Linked DNA regions of Gossypium hirsutum: region 2 is linked to region 1. A link is a contact called in public Hi-C data. All regions are on one chromosome and are shown on one strand. The core of a region is the stretch at or near the end of the contact, and the rest is flanking DNA. Distances in the headings are between cores, read along the strand shown.

Region 1 (6,467 bases), core at 2,999-5,498:
TTAGGGCATCAAGGACTCGATTTAGGGACAATATGCATGGTTATGAATGGCTTAAGATATGATTAAAGTACTGATGTTAAAATGTTTAAATGTTTTCGATTGTAACGTAACGCTCTGTAACCCTAATCTGGTGACGGAGACGGGTTAGGGGTGTTATATTAGCCTTCTTGAATGTTAGAGCTTCCATTCTCCTAGAAGCTAAGCATTACAACCAAAATTCTACTGGTTAAACTTGTACTTCATCTTAAAAGCTTAAACTTTCATAAGTATGCAGAACCCTTAAAATGGTTTTGAAGGTTCATAACCATACCTATTCTTACGCACACATAAGTGTTAAGAATCTTACCAGCTTGCTGGTTTCCCTACTTTTCCATCTCCATCCTCATGAAGTCTACTCCATGCATAACCTTCCATGGCTATTTCTTCTTCAAGCTACTAAAGAAGATGAAGAACAAAAGAAAATGAAATAGATTCGGGAAGGAAATCATCCCTAGGAAGTCATTTCCCAACTATTTATAGCCCTTCCCATACTATTACCAACCTTAGGAGAACCATCCATTACTAATCATGATGTCTCTCACTAAGGAATCGATCGGTTCTTTTCTAACTAAATCAGTTTTGGTTCTCAACCATGTCCAATTCAGTTTCCAACTTTCCTGTTTCTTTCAATAGAGGTCGCCAACTTGCGGTCTCTTTCAATTTAATTCTCCAATTAATTCAGGTTTCCAAGTTAATTGGAAATCGGGTGTTACATTTTATCTCATTGTAACCATTACATCTTCCTTCATAAAAAGTCAATTACTATCAAATAGTAATCAAGTAGTTCATTATAATGACTAACGACCTGTGGCCACACTTACTTTTCATCAACCATGTAATGCCAATTAGAGGATATCATTTACCCATGTCTCGGGCTATGGATTTCACTATTGTGAATGACGTTATATACAGAAGTCGTATAACCAACACACCAACTTTCAATTCCTTATCTATTTGAACTTGGGTTTTTACTTACATCAAAATATACGAGTCACACATACATAGTTCATCATCCACTCAGGATTTAGGTATGCCACACTATGAACATCACTAGTGAATAAATCCATAAACGGATTCAGGATCTATTCTTCTTGGATCTAGTCTGATGTACTGTCAATTTAGTCAGTCATATCTATGTCTCTATCTTGTGGGAGTCATCTGCTCCGATGTCCAAGATAAAACATCTCCCTAATTGGACTTGATAGACAACATATTAGTCTTTCAATTAGTTTGCTCATTTTCGATTATACTAAGGACATATTTAGGTTCGTCTAAAATATAAGTTGTCTTTCCATATTATAATCCGGCCACGTAATATTAGTATTATTTTAAACATTAGACAACCAGTGAGCAACATTTGCTTCTATTTTGCTTTGCATGCAAAAACCACATGAAGACAATTATACAAAGTATATTCATGTAATCAATGGTTTTGTGTTATTAATCAATCTGTTTGAAAAATTATAAGTTTACAAACAAATATACTACACTCAAGGCACCATATCCAACATCGCACACCCCGATTCTTCGAGACTAATGATACCTACACATGGAAATAAGCAAAATCGTACACTGAGAAATAGGACACAGTGGTGCTAACATGATTTAAAGCATTAATCACATATAAACAAAATACCAAATACACATACTATGAAATCCAAAATCACAATTGCATTTCTTATCTCTTGAACTTAATATCATGCTTTAAGCTATTTAACATGTCATATTCTAACATTTAATCTCTTTAATATTATATCTCATTTACATGAATATCTTAGTATATTACAAGAACCATTTCACTTTCTCATTACATTCTCGAATATACTAATTCGTTTTATTACTGTATCGGCCCCTAAGGCTCGTATTAACTGAATCACATAGCCTTTCACATGTCATCTTTACTTACTTTAAAATTAATATACAAATATACAATTCGCCATTAACATTCAATAATCAATGTGAATAAGTGGAGTAGATGTTGCATAATCCCTATTAACCGAATATGGACTCAAGACGGATACATGGATCATCCAACCATCACACCAATATATTCGACACTCAGTGCCTCATCGGCACATCCGAAGTATAATATTCGCTCTATGCCTCATTGGTTAAACCGAAGTATAGATATAAATGTGTCTAGCACTTCATCAGTACGTCCAAAGTATAATATGCTCTTTACACCTCATTGGTATAAACTGAAGTAAAAATCTCGTACGCTAATCCTATAACATGCCATCTATGCCCAACTCTATTCGAGACCCTTAATAAGGTATCCAATGTTTCTAACATATATATATAGTAAAAATCTCATACACTAATCCTATGACATGCCATCTATACCCGACTCTATCCGAGACCATTAATAGGATATCCAATGTTTCTAACATATATATATATAGTTCACATACCATAGTTTAATACATAACAAATTCACATCATGCTCAAATCAATTTCATAACATTTCATTTCATCATATGCACTATTATCACATTTTCACAAGTTACCAACTATTTCATAGTTACCTATTCATAAGGCAAGTAAGTTCATTACCTTAAGCAAGCTAATTGCAACAATCCATATATGTAATTGAATTTAAATAATGAAAGCACAAACCGATATAGGCTACTCATCTACGAACTTTACCTTTTCTTTATCTCGAGATAGCCCGACGTTGTATTTACCTTCGTAGGATAATTCGATTATAGAAACGATATTAGTTTTCACACAACCATATGAAAAACACATCAAGTAAACATAGTTTGCATTTTATTCATTTTATTCATTTTAATCCCTATATCCAAAATGCTCATATTTTTCGATATTTAGTATTGAATCAAAATCTACTTTCATATTCTTTTATTAGGGAACTTGTACTTTTAATTTATAGCACAATTTCTCAACAACTTTCAATTTATTTCAATTTAGTCCCTAATGTCATAAATAAACTATGTAGCTTAGTACAATTTCTAACCAAATCCTACACTTTTCACTACTTTTTAACTTAGTCCTAACATAACCCAAGCTTATTAATCAACAATTCTAATATTATTAAGCTTGATTTCACAAAAACCCATTAATGGTAACAACATATACTTAACAATTTGATAATCTAAAACTTAGGTATGATAAACTAAGCTCAAATAACCAAAATTCTATAAAAATTATGAAGAAAAGATTCAATTTACCTTACTAAATTTTGGACCGAAATGCAAAGAGAGAGAGAGAGAGAGAGAGAGAGAGAGAGAGAGAGAGAGAGAGAGAGAGAGAGAGAGAGAGAGAGAGAGAGAGAGAGAGAGAGAGAGAAAAGAATCTTTCTTTTTTCAAGCTTTGGATGGCAACAAGAAGGGAGAATGATGATATATTCTCGAATCCACTAACATTTGCTATTTATACCAAAATTAACAGCTTAATTATGCTTAATTAATCACCATTAATTGTTTAATAATATAAAGTTAGCTATAATAAAACAAGTTAATTAAGATGGATGAATATAATCATATCATCCCACTAATATACTTTAATAATAGTTAAATTACCTTAATTTCCTTAGTTTAATTACTTATTAAGTCTTAAAATATTTTCAAAATTAAAATTTAACAGTGATTGTACTTGTACAATTTAATCTCTGTAATATAATTATTAATTTTCTTGATTTAATTACTTGATCAACCACTAATATATTTTCAACTTAAACATATAAGTAAATCTATTCATATTTTCATAACACGATTTACGGAATTGAATTATGAAATTACTTTTTCCAACTTCAGTTAAAACCGGATCATTATAGGCAATAAATTTCTCGAATCGATACTGATCAAGTACATTTTAGATGCCCCTAAGCCTTGATAAAATCTTCCGCTTAAGAGTACCGGTAAGGCCAAAAGTATCTCTATTCTAGATTCTAAACTTGTTGGAAAACCCTGTAATTAACTTAGATATTGGTCGATGAGAAAATTGAAACATTGAAAGTGTTTTTTTTTTAAATTATTTTTATTAAAAAATTAAAACCTAAACTCTTCTCGTTACGGTAACTTTACCCAAATTTCTCGGTTGCTGTTAATGGTTCTCTTCCCATCAAATATAACCACCATTTACGGATATCTTTCTCTCCCTTTCGTTCACCCTCCAATTTTATTGTACGATACGAAGTTGAAGTTCTGGCCAAGATTCACCGCTGGTTGGATTCACCATAAGTAATTCTCATTTGGATAAAATATATGGTTAGTCTCTATATTCTGATAAAATTTAAGAAATCAATTCTTTCAATTATTTTGATTTAAAAGTTCCAATTCTATTATTAAAATTATAAATATTTTTTTGTCAAAATTTATCATATATAATTGACGGGAAAACCAATATATTAGGTTGTCAGATTTTTTCAAAAATTGCCAACTGAATTAAAATATATAAATTGAAAAAATAAGAAGTCTTTTTATTCTGGGCATACAAATGTCGAAAGATGCAGGAGGTGAACAAATTGAGACAATAGTTCCGATTTTTACATCACAGGGGGTGGAAGAAGGAAATCTGTGTAGCATTTATACTTTCCCAAGTGCAAAACCAACAATTATTAGCCAAACTCCACAGACTAAAACCACCGTCTTAGCGACGTCGTAAGAGGAAACGGAACCCTTTTGCTTACGTGGCAAATTTTAATTGGTTGTTTGACTTTGTAACAGAAAAATGTCATAAACAAATTTTTTATCCGTGTCAGACAGGGACCTACTTTTTAAGCTAATGGGTCCCGTTTAGGGGAAATAAGAAGTTGGGCAGGAGACTCACTGAGTCGAAACGAACATGGAGTGAACTCGTTTTCCCTTTCTAGGTTTTTGTTTATATACTTTGGAGTTTAAGGTTTGAGCTCTCATTCAAAGTCCTCGAGGTTTTAATCCCTTGTTTTTCTCACACTTTCTCGCGTTTTCTCTTCTATGTTCGAGCCTTTCATCAGCTCTTCCTAGCTAGATCTCTGATTCGGTAATCCCTTTTCCGCCTTTAATTTCCTTTTCTCTCTGTTGTTAAAAACTAAATTATTTTTATGCTTCAATTTAAATAGCAAATGTCGAAAGTAATTCGTTTTTATTAGTAAATTTGAATAATCTTTTTTTTCTTGTTTTATGTTTGTTTTATTTAGGATTTTGCATTTCGCATTTACTTGCATTTTCTCAATATTTTCCGCGGCTCTGTTTGTGTGTGTGTGTGTCTATATATACACGTACATATATCATGCAACTGCATGTGCATGTTGCTTTGTTTACTTTTGATCAATTTGTTAGTTTGTTGGTTCAATGTGAATATTTTCGAAGCAAGAACTCGAATAATTTGGAATTACCTGAGATATTTTCTTTGTTTGGTATGATCCTTTTCTCCTTGTTCTAATTAGTGTTGGGTTTCAATTTGCTATAACTGAAAGATTTCTGTTTCTCTAGGTTAGTTTTGACCTTTTTCTGGGAAAGTGAACGCTGAAGATTTTATTTAGGCCTGGTTTGTAACTTAATTGACTGTGGATAAAATTGTTCATGTACTGTACCTTAAGCTGTTCACGAAATTGTTGCATCTTAAACATGGAAATTAGATTTCACTATGTTAATTGGAGCATGTTATTGTTGAAGTTTCTAAAAACAAATGGAGGAGGAAAACTTTCAAAAATAAGATCTTGAAGGATTGAAACCCGTTTCTTTATTCTACATTACAGCCACGCTGATCTCTGTGTGGAGAAAGAATTGGATTTGTTTTAGTCAAACCTATCTTCTTTGCTTAGACTTTGAATGTATTTTGAAAGGAGAGAAGTGTTAAATGCGCTCAAGCATATAAGGTCCGAAAGTGACAACAAGCCATTTTCCTCTTTCTATTAAAGATGCCTTTATGAAAGACTGGTTCTTTGCACTGTCTGTATACTGTTCTTCTAATCTTTAGTTCCTTGTTTAAGAAGAAGTTCCTTTGCCTCTAGTAAATATCATTGGTCCCCAAACTCAATATGCTCCAAAGCAAATGTGTAACTACTAACAGGAAGTAGTATGAGTTCTAGAAGAGATGCTTTTACCATCCCATGTTCTTTTTCATCAGACCTTCAGATTTTCTTTCTTAACATTTAAAACAAAGATGTTGATGGATAATTTCATTGAATTTTCTTGTTACTCTGTTTATATAGCATCTGAAAGTCTTCTTAATGTGCAGTGTCTACCTCGAATCTGCATTATCAGCATGCTTGATTGATAAACATATACTGAGAACTAAGAATGTTCTTCAAAAATGGAATGATCTTGTCCATACAGAGCATTCTTGCTTGCATTTAGCTTAAAAAGATGGCATATTAACTTTAAAATATTCTGATTTTGTAATCTACCATGTGACAAAGGTTTTTGTTTCTAGGTAGGTAGGGACATCAAAATTGCTCATGTTTATTGAGATTATTCTTGGAAAAG
Region 2 (5,966 bases), core at 490-2,989, 200 kb before region 1:
ATATGAAAAGCTAAATAAAACAAACAAATTAACTTAAAAAACAAATAACTAAACATATAGTTAAAAAAAGCAAATACTAAACTTACAAGGATAATAAAATTATTATTTAAAATTCAGTTATAAATAAATTACGTATCGAATCTTCATTAACTAATTTAGCAATTTATTAACGGTGTTAACATCAAATATCATTATAAAACATGTATTGATAATCTGAGTATCACATTGAACATTCTTAAAATACAAGTATCATATTAAACATTTTATAAAAATATAGGTAACAAATATATCATTATCTCTAATATTTATAAGTTCAATCATCTTGCCAATAGAATCTTAACTCGATTAGTATCGGTGTTGTCAGTGCAGGAACACATGAATTCGAATGCGTTGAAACATATTATTCTCTTATTTAAAGATTAGGGAGGGGTTATGGCAACACCCAAGCATATGAAACATTACTGCTAGCAGTGGTCAGTAAAGTAACCAAGTTCCAAATCCATTTCTATTTCTTGCAAACTCATTAAGCACAATAACTTAATCTAATCAATACTTGGAGAGAGAGCGTAATTGCATCAATGCATTACCTCCTTTCTCTCTACGAAAACCAGGAATTGGTGGCGCTTGACGAGCCAAATCCGTCAAAACCTTGTTAAATACCTTTTGTGTCTCAATTCCAGTAACATCCACTCGAAGCTGGCAGTACAATACCATGAGAGTTATTCCTCAAAAAAAAAATGTTTGACATATACTCAGAATGACCATCAAAATCAACTAATTCACATCATGGTATATATATTGTTCAAATATATTGACGAAAATTGAAGATACGTCAAACTATAAGTTTTTCAAGTCTCATATAAAACTAATAGAAAGTTCAAGAAGGATAAATCGACTCCAATTCTACACCAAATTTTATTTATATTTGTGAAAAGAATATTTTTCTAAAATTACTAATTATGTAATGTTGTATAAAAAAGATGAAAAAAATTTGAATGTTTAGGGCATCACCTGGATCTTGTTTTCGTCTTTAGATTCAACAACGATCTTAGCTTCTTTCAAGGCTATCAATTTGTCATCTGCATCTGAAATAGATGCCTCCAAACCTAAAATATTAAAATTGAACACCAACACCACCGAATTATTTAAATTATTCAATTAATTACCCTAGAAAAAGAATGCTAGGGAAACTATATAAAAGTTGAAATTCACCCGAGGCAAGTGCAGATATTGGCTTCCTCCTGTACCTTACAACTCTAAATTCAAAAAATCAGCCCCAAAAAGACCAGTTAAAATTATTAGCAAAATAAAAGTAAAAATGGGACTCACTTGCGACTAAGAATTTGTTGGTTTTCATGTAACTTGATTTTTCTGTTGAAGCAGCAACAGCTACTGAAAGAGACCTGCTTCCATTTTATTTAAAAAAGGAAAAAGAACTGAAAAATTAATGAAGTTAGTTAATATCGAATTGAATTAGAGAGAAAATATGGGCTTTTTTTCACTTACCCTATGATTTCGAAAATGTTGGAAATTTAAAGAAATTGCTGCCATGCTCGTACACGCCATTTCTTCTGTTAAAGGAATTATTCAAAAAAAAAAAGGAATTTAGTTTGAAGAGAACAGGGACGGACAGAAGAAGATAATATGGATAACGCTTTGAGAAGAGACGATGCCGTTTACCAGAGTCTATCTGGCGGGAAGATAAAGTGTAGCGTTTAGGGTGTGGGCAGCAAAATAATAAGCACACCTTCATTAATTTTTGGGTTAATACGAACTTAACTCTCTAAATTTATCCAAAAGTACTTAATTGGTAGCTTCTTTTTTATTTAGCTTATATTTAAATTTGTATTCCGTTATATACATTGTCTCAATTTGTTAACATAGTTAATTTTTCAAAGGTTAACATGTAGTTTGCCACTTGATACTTACTTTTTAAAATTAATTTATATTTTTTAAAAGATTTTAATGTTTTTTAATTTATGCCTATCATGTGCCATACTGAGAGATTGTCACGTGTCACTATAGGATTGGCCATTAATGCCACCTCAGCATAAACTAACGTGTTAGTGTGGAGGTGTCAACCTAGGTGATGAAATACAAGTTCAAGTACCAACTAAGTACAAAAAAAAATTCAAGTACCAACTAGGTACTTTTGGATAAGTTCAAGGGTAAACTACATATTAACCCTTAATGTTTTGAGTGAAGTACATAAATGGTCACTAAAGTATTACTTGCGTCCTATTTTGGTCACTAAACTTCTATTTTTTTTTCTATTTTGATTATTAAACTAATCGAAATTAATTTTTTTGGTCACCACAAAAGTATTTGCTAACGTGATAGAATGTACATCAACATAAGGTATACATGGCACACCACATGAAATTGTCTGGTTGCTCCTTCAACCAAATCATCAGTTAACAATAGAAATGTATCAAAATTTTAACAAAATGACCACATTTCTCTTTAACTTAATTACAAGGATTAATTTACCCATTTTTTGAGTAGAGGAGGAAAATGCAATTTGTCTCATAGTACAGGGGCCTCTATAGTACTTTTACATAATCCAACTCATCCTATAATTCCACATCAGTAAAATGGATACAATTTTTAACAAAAGGGTAAATCTTTATTTTTCTTTCTAATGTACATGAGCTAATTTGCACATGTTTTTAGTTATTAGGGCAAAATGCAATCTGAATCTAGTAGGGAGTTTCCATAATATGTTTATCATTTATTTTTATTTTTTTTGAAATTGATTGATTTCCTAAATCTATTTATTTGATTATTTCAGTTGATTAGTTAAATGAATTTAATTTTATCAATCAATCAATCAATCATTTTATTTTTATTTTTAAATTCATTTATATAATATAACAAATATTGTTATATAATATTTTAAATTATTTACAATATATAATGTAGGTTAAATTGTGTTACTAGTAACCCAGGGGAGAAGCTAGAACAAATTTTTAAGGGGGACCGAATGAAATTTTAATTTTTTATAGTCTATATATTTATAAATTTTAAAGGATTAAATAGAATTTTTATAATTTTAAAGGGGCCAAAGTGCAATTTTATCTTTACTAATTTAAAATTTTAAAAAAAATTAAAGAGCCTAAATAATAATTTTTCATTTTAGGGGGGCTTGGGGCCCTACCAACCCCCTAGCTTCGCCTCTGCAGTAACCTACACTGAGTGTAAGTTGTAAATTTAATCCATATACTCTAATTTGACCAATTTTAGTTTTTATATTTTTCGAATTTTGAAATTTCAATTCAAACATAAATAATAGCAGTCAAATTTATTAGATTAAATTTGCAATTAGTCTCATACTTTTGCGTAAGTTGTGGATTTAATCATTTTTCTTTAATTTGATCTTTTTAATCTTCATATTTATTAAGTTTTGAAATTAAATCTTGATTAAAATGGCAGCCATTGATTACATTAACTAAAATTACGTGTTTTTTTCTATGAGTATTGTAACATCCCTATACTCGCCCTAACTACTGAGTCAAATATAGGAATGTCACATTTGGTTCCAGAGTATTCCTAGCTAAGTCAGGACACTAATCCTATTTCTGACCATATTTTAGTCTTTTTCACATGTTTTTCTCATATTACAGTTGTACTGAACAAAATTAGGTAAAACTTTCTGTAAAAATTCGTTTCGAAATCAGATTTTGTACAAAACAAGGCCCAGGTATCAGTACTTCCATTAAGGTACCAATATTTTTGCTTAGGTATCAATACCCATGATAGCAAGATAAATTTGTGTTTTTAATGTATTTATTTTTGACTAATTATTGAATAAGATGCTACTAAACTGGGGTTTTTCTTATCAAAAATGAAATTGGTGTGTCGAAATTCCAAATCATACAAAAAGGGTTAAATTGGAACGAAAAGCAAAAAGGAGGGCCAAATTGAAGGATTGAAGATTTAGTGGTTGGCTGGATAAAGATTAGATTATTTTTTATACTGTCAAAATCCTATAATTAGTTTGAATTTGATTTTTAAATTCAAATTTTAAATTTTGATTTTTAGTTGATATTTTTTTTTAGGATAAACATGCTAAATTTAGAATTCTGAATGTGTATAAATACCTAGTGTTGGTGACACTTGAATACATGGGGTTTTTGGAATAAAACAATACTTTTCTTTTTCTTCATTTCTGCATCAGTACGTCTTAGCACTCTGCCATCCATTTTTTTCCTCCATTTCAGCAATTTGGCTAATTTACTTCCCAAGTACCTTTCCCTTTTCAGTTACCACCATTTCCACTAAAATCCATTTCCATACATCAACCAGCATGATTTATTTCATGCTCAACTAAGTCCCTTTAGCCATAGTTTGAATTTTGCTTCAAAAAAATAATCGTGAGATATGAACCCACACTAAAGACTTTTCAATAAGCTATTCGTTATCTCTCTGGTATATGAGATAGTACAAATTTATCCCTAAAAATTGATTTGATTTCAATTTAAAAAACGTGTGTTAAGTTGGATTTGTTTGGCGTACAGTTGGGAAGCTGAATTGATCGTGTTGTATTCGAATTTATAATGCTCAAAAATATGAATTTATGGTTTGTTTTATTACGTCATTAATAAGTGTCTAGTTCAGTGGTTAAGTGTAATAACCCGTTTTTAGTGAAATCGGAATAGTGGTTTCGAGATCACAAATCCGAGTCTGTAAAAAAAGTTATTTTAATATTATTTCATGGTCTGCATTATGATAGAAATATCGTATGAAAATTTTCTTAATAAAATTTTACCGATTACATGTTTAATTAGATGGAAAGGACCAAATTGAATAAAATGCAAAAGTTGAGTTCTAGTAGCTATATGTATCAAATAGCTATGGAATTCAAAATTTGAGGTCCTTATATGAAAAATAGAACATTAAGAGGAGTTAGTAGATAAGTATGATGATTCATCCATGGAAATTTAAGAAAAGAAAAGGATGAAATTGGGAAGTAAAAATAATTAAAGATGATAAGTAATAAAATAATGAAAACATCATCATCTATCATCTTCTTTCCTAAAATAAACATGGAAACCCTAGCTATGGAGACTTGAAGAAAGGTAAACTTTTTTGGCTTAATTGGGTAAGTATCTTTGTCCAGTTTTTAGTAATTTTTATATTTCTGAGATCGTAATAGCTTAATTTAGCTATCTCTGGGATTAATTTGCAAAGTTATCAAAGTAATAGGGTTTTGGCATTGATGACTATGCATGAATTATGAAGTTTTATGGGAGAAAATGAAAGGTTGTTGATAGATAAACAATTTTTGTTAAGGGAATTTTGATGAAATCATGATTTAGGGACTAACTTGAAAAGATGTAAAATTCATGGAAAAATTCTGAATTTTATGAAATACATGGGCTGCTAATGTTATATGTAAAAATTGACTAGGCTTGGATTAAGGATTAAATTGCATGAATTTCACTTTCCGAGCCTAGGGATGAAATTATAATTAACCAAAAGTATAAGGGCAAAATGGTAATTTTGCCTAAGATATGAATTGGATTGAATTGAATATGAATTGTATTAAATTGAGCTAAATTTACTCGTATAGATCCGGATAGACCAAATATGGAACTGGATCGAGGAACAGAAAAAGTATCGGATTAGTATATTACAATTCACGAACACTTGTCAAGGTAAGTTCGTGTAACTAAATTGTGTATATTTATATATTTGAATTGAATGTTGTATATGTGAATTATAATGTTATATATATGAAATTGATCACATATCTGATAATGCTTGACAAATATTAAGTCTTATTTGAATAAATGAAATTCAATGGATACAGGGTTCCCGAATTGGTTGTGGTCCCGCATGTGTTGCGAACACACCATAGCTCGAAAGAGCGTCCCATTATTAGCTCTAATGAGCGTCCCAAGTTAGAGAGTTACACGGGTATGGACACGGGCTAGACAGGGTCGTGTATCCCTATTTTGAATGCC

What was found. A called contact is a pair of places that touch in the nucleus more often than the background predicts.
Region 2: a Hi-C map of leaf shows a contact between it and region 1, with 1.9 times the contacts expected there. The contact joins the promoter of LOC107903825 here to the promoter of LOC107903820 in region 1. A contact is called at or near these places in 3 of 34 Hi-C or Micro-C datasets (leaf and petal).

What each region holds. Positions count from the first base shown.
Region 1 is chrD05:51,501,003-51,507,469 of Gossypium_hirsutum_v2.1, reverse strand. LOC107903820 (ATPase family AAA domain-containing protein At1g05910) reads left to right here and starts at 4,248. Exons shown (of 11, transcript XM_041092619.1): 1 at 4,248-4,265.
Region 2 is chrD05:51,700,814-51,706,779 of Gossypium_hirsutum_v2.1, reverse strand. LOC107903825 reads right to left here and starts at 1,739. Exons shown (of 9, transcript XM_041092630.1): 1 at 1,681-1,739; 2 at 1,507-1,571; 3 at 1,330-1,403; 4 at 1,213-1,256; 5 at 1,012-1,106; 6 at 588-696. The coding sequence starts at 1,566.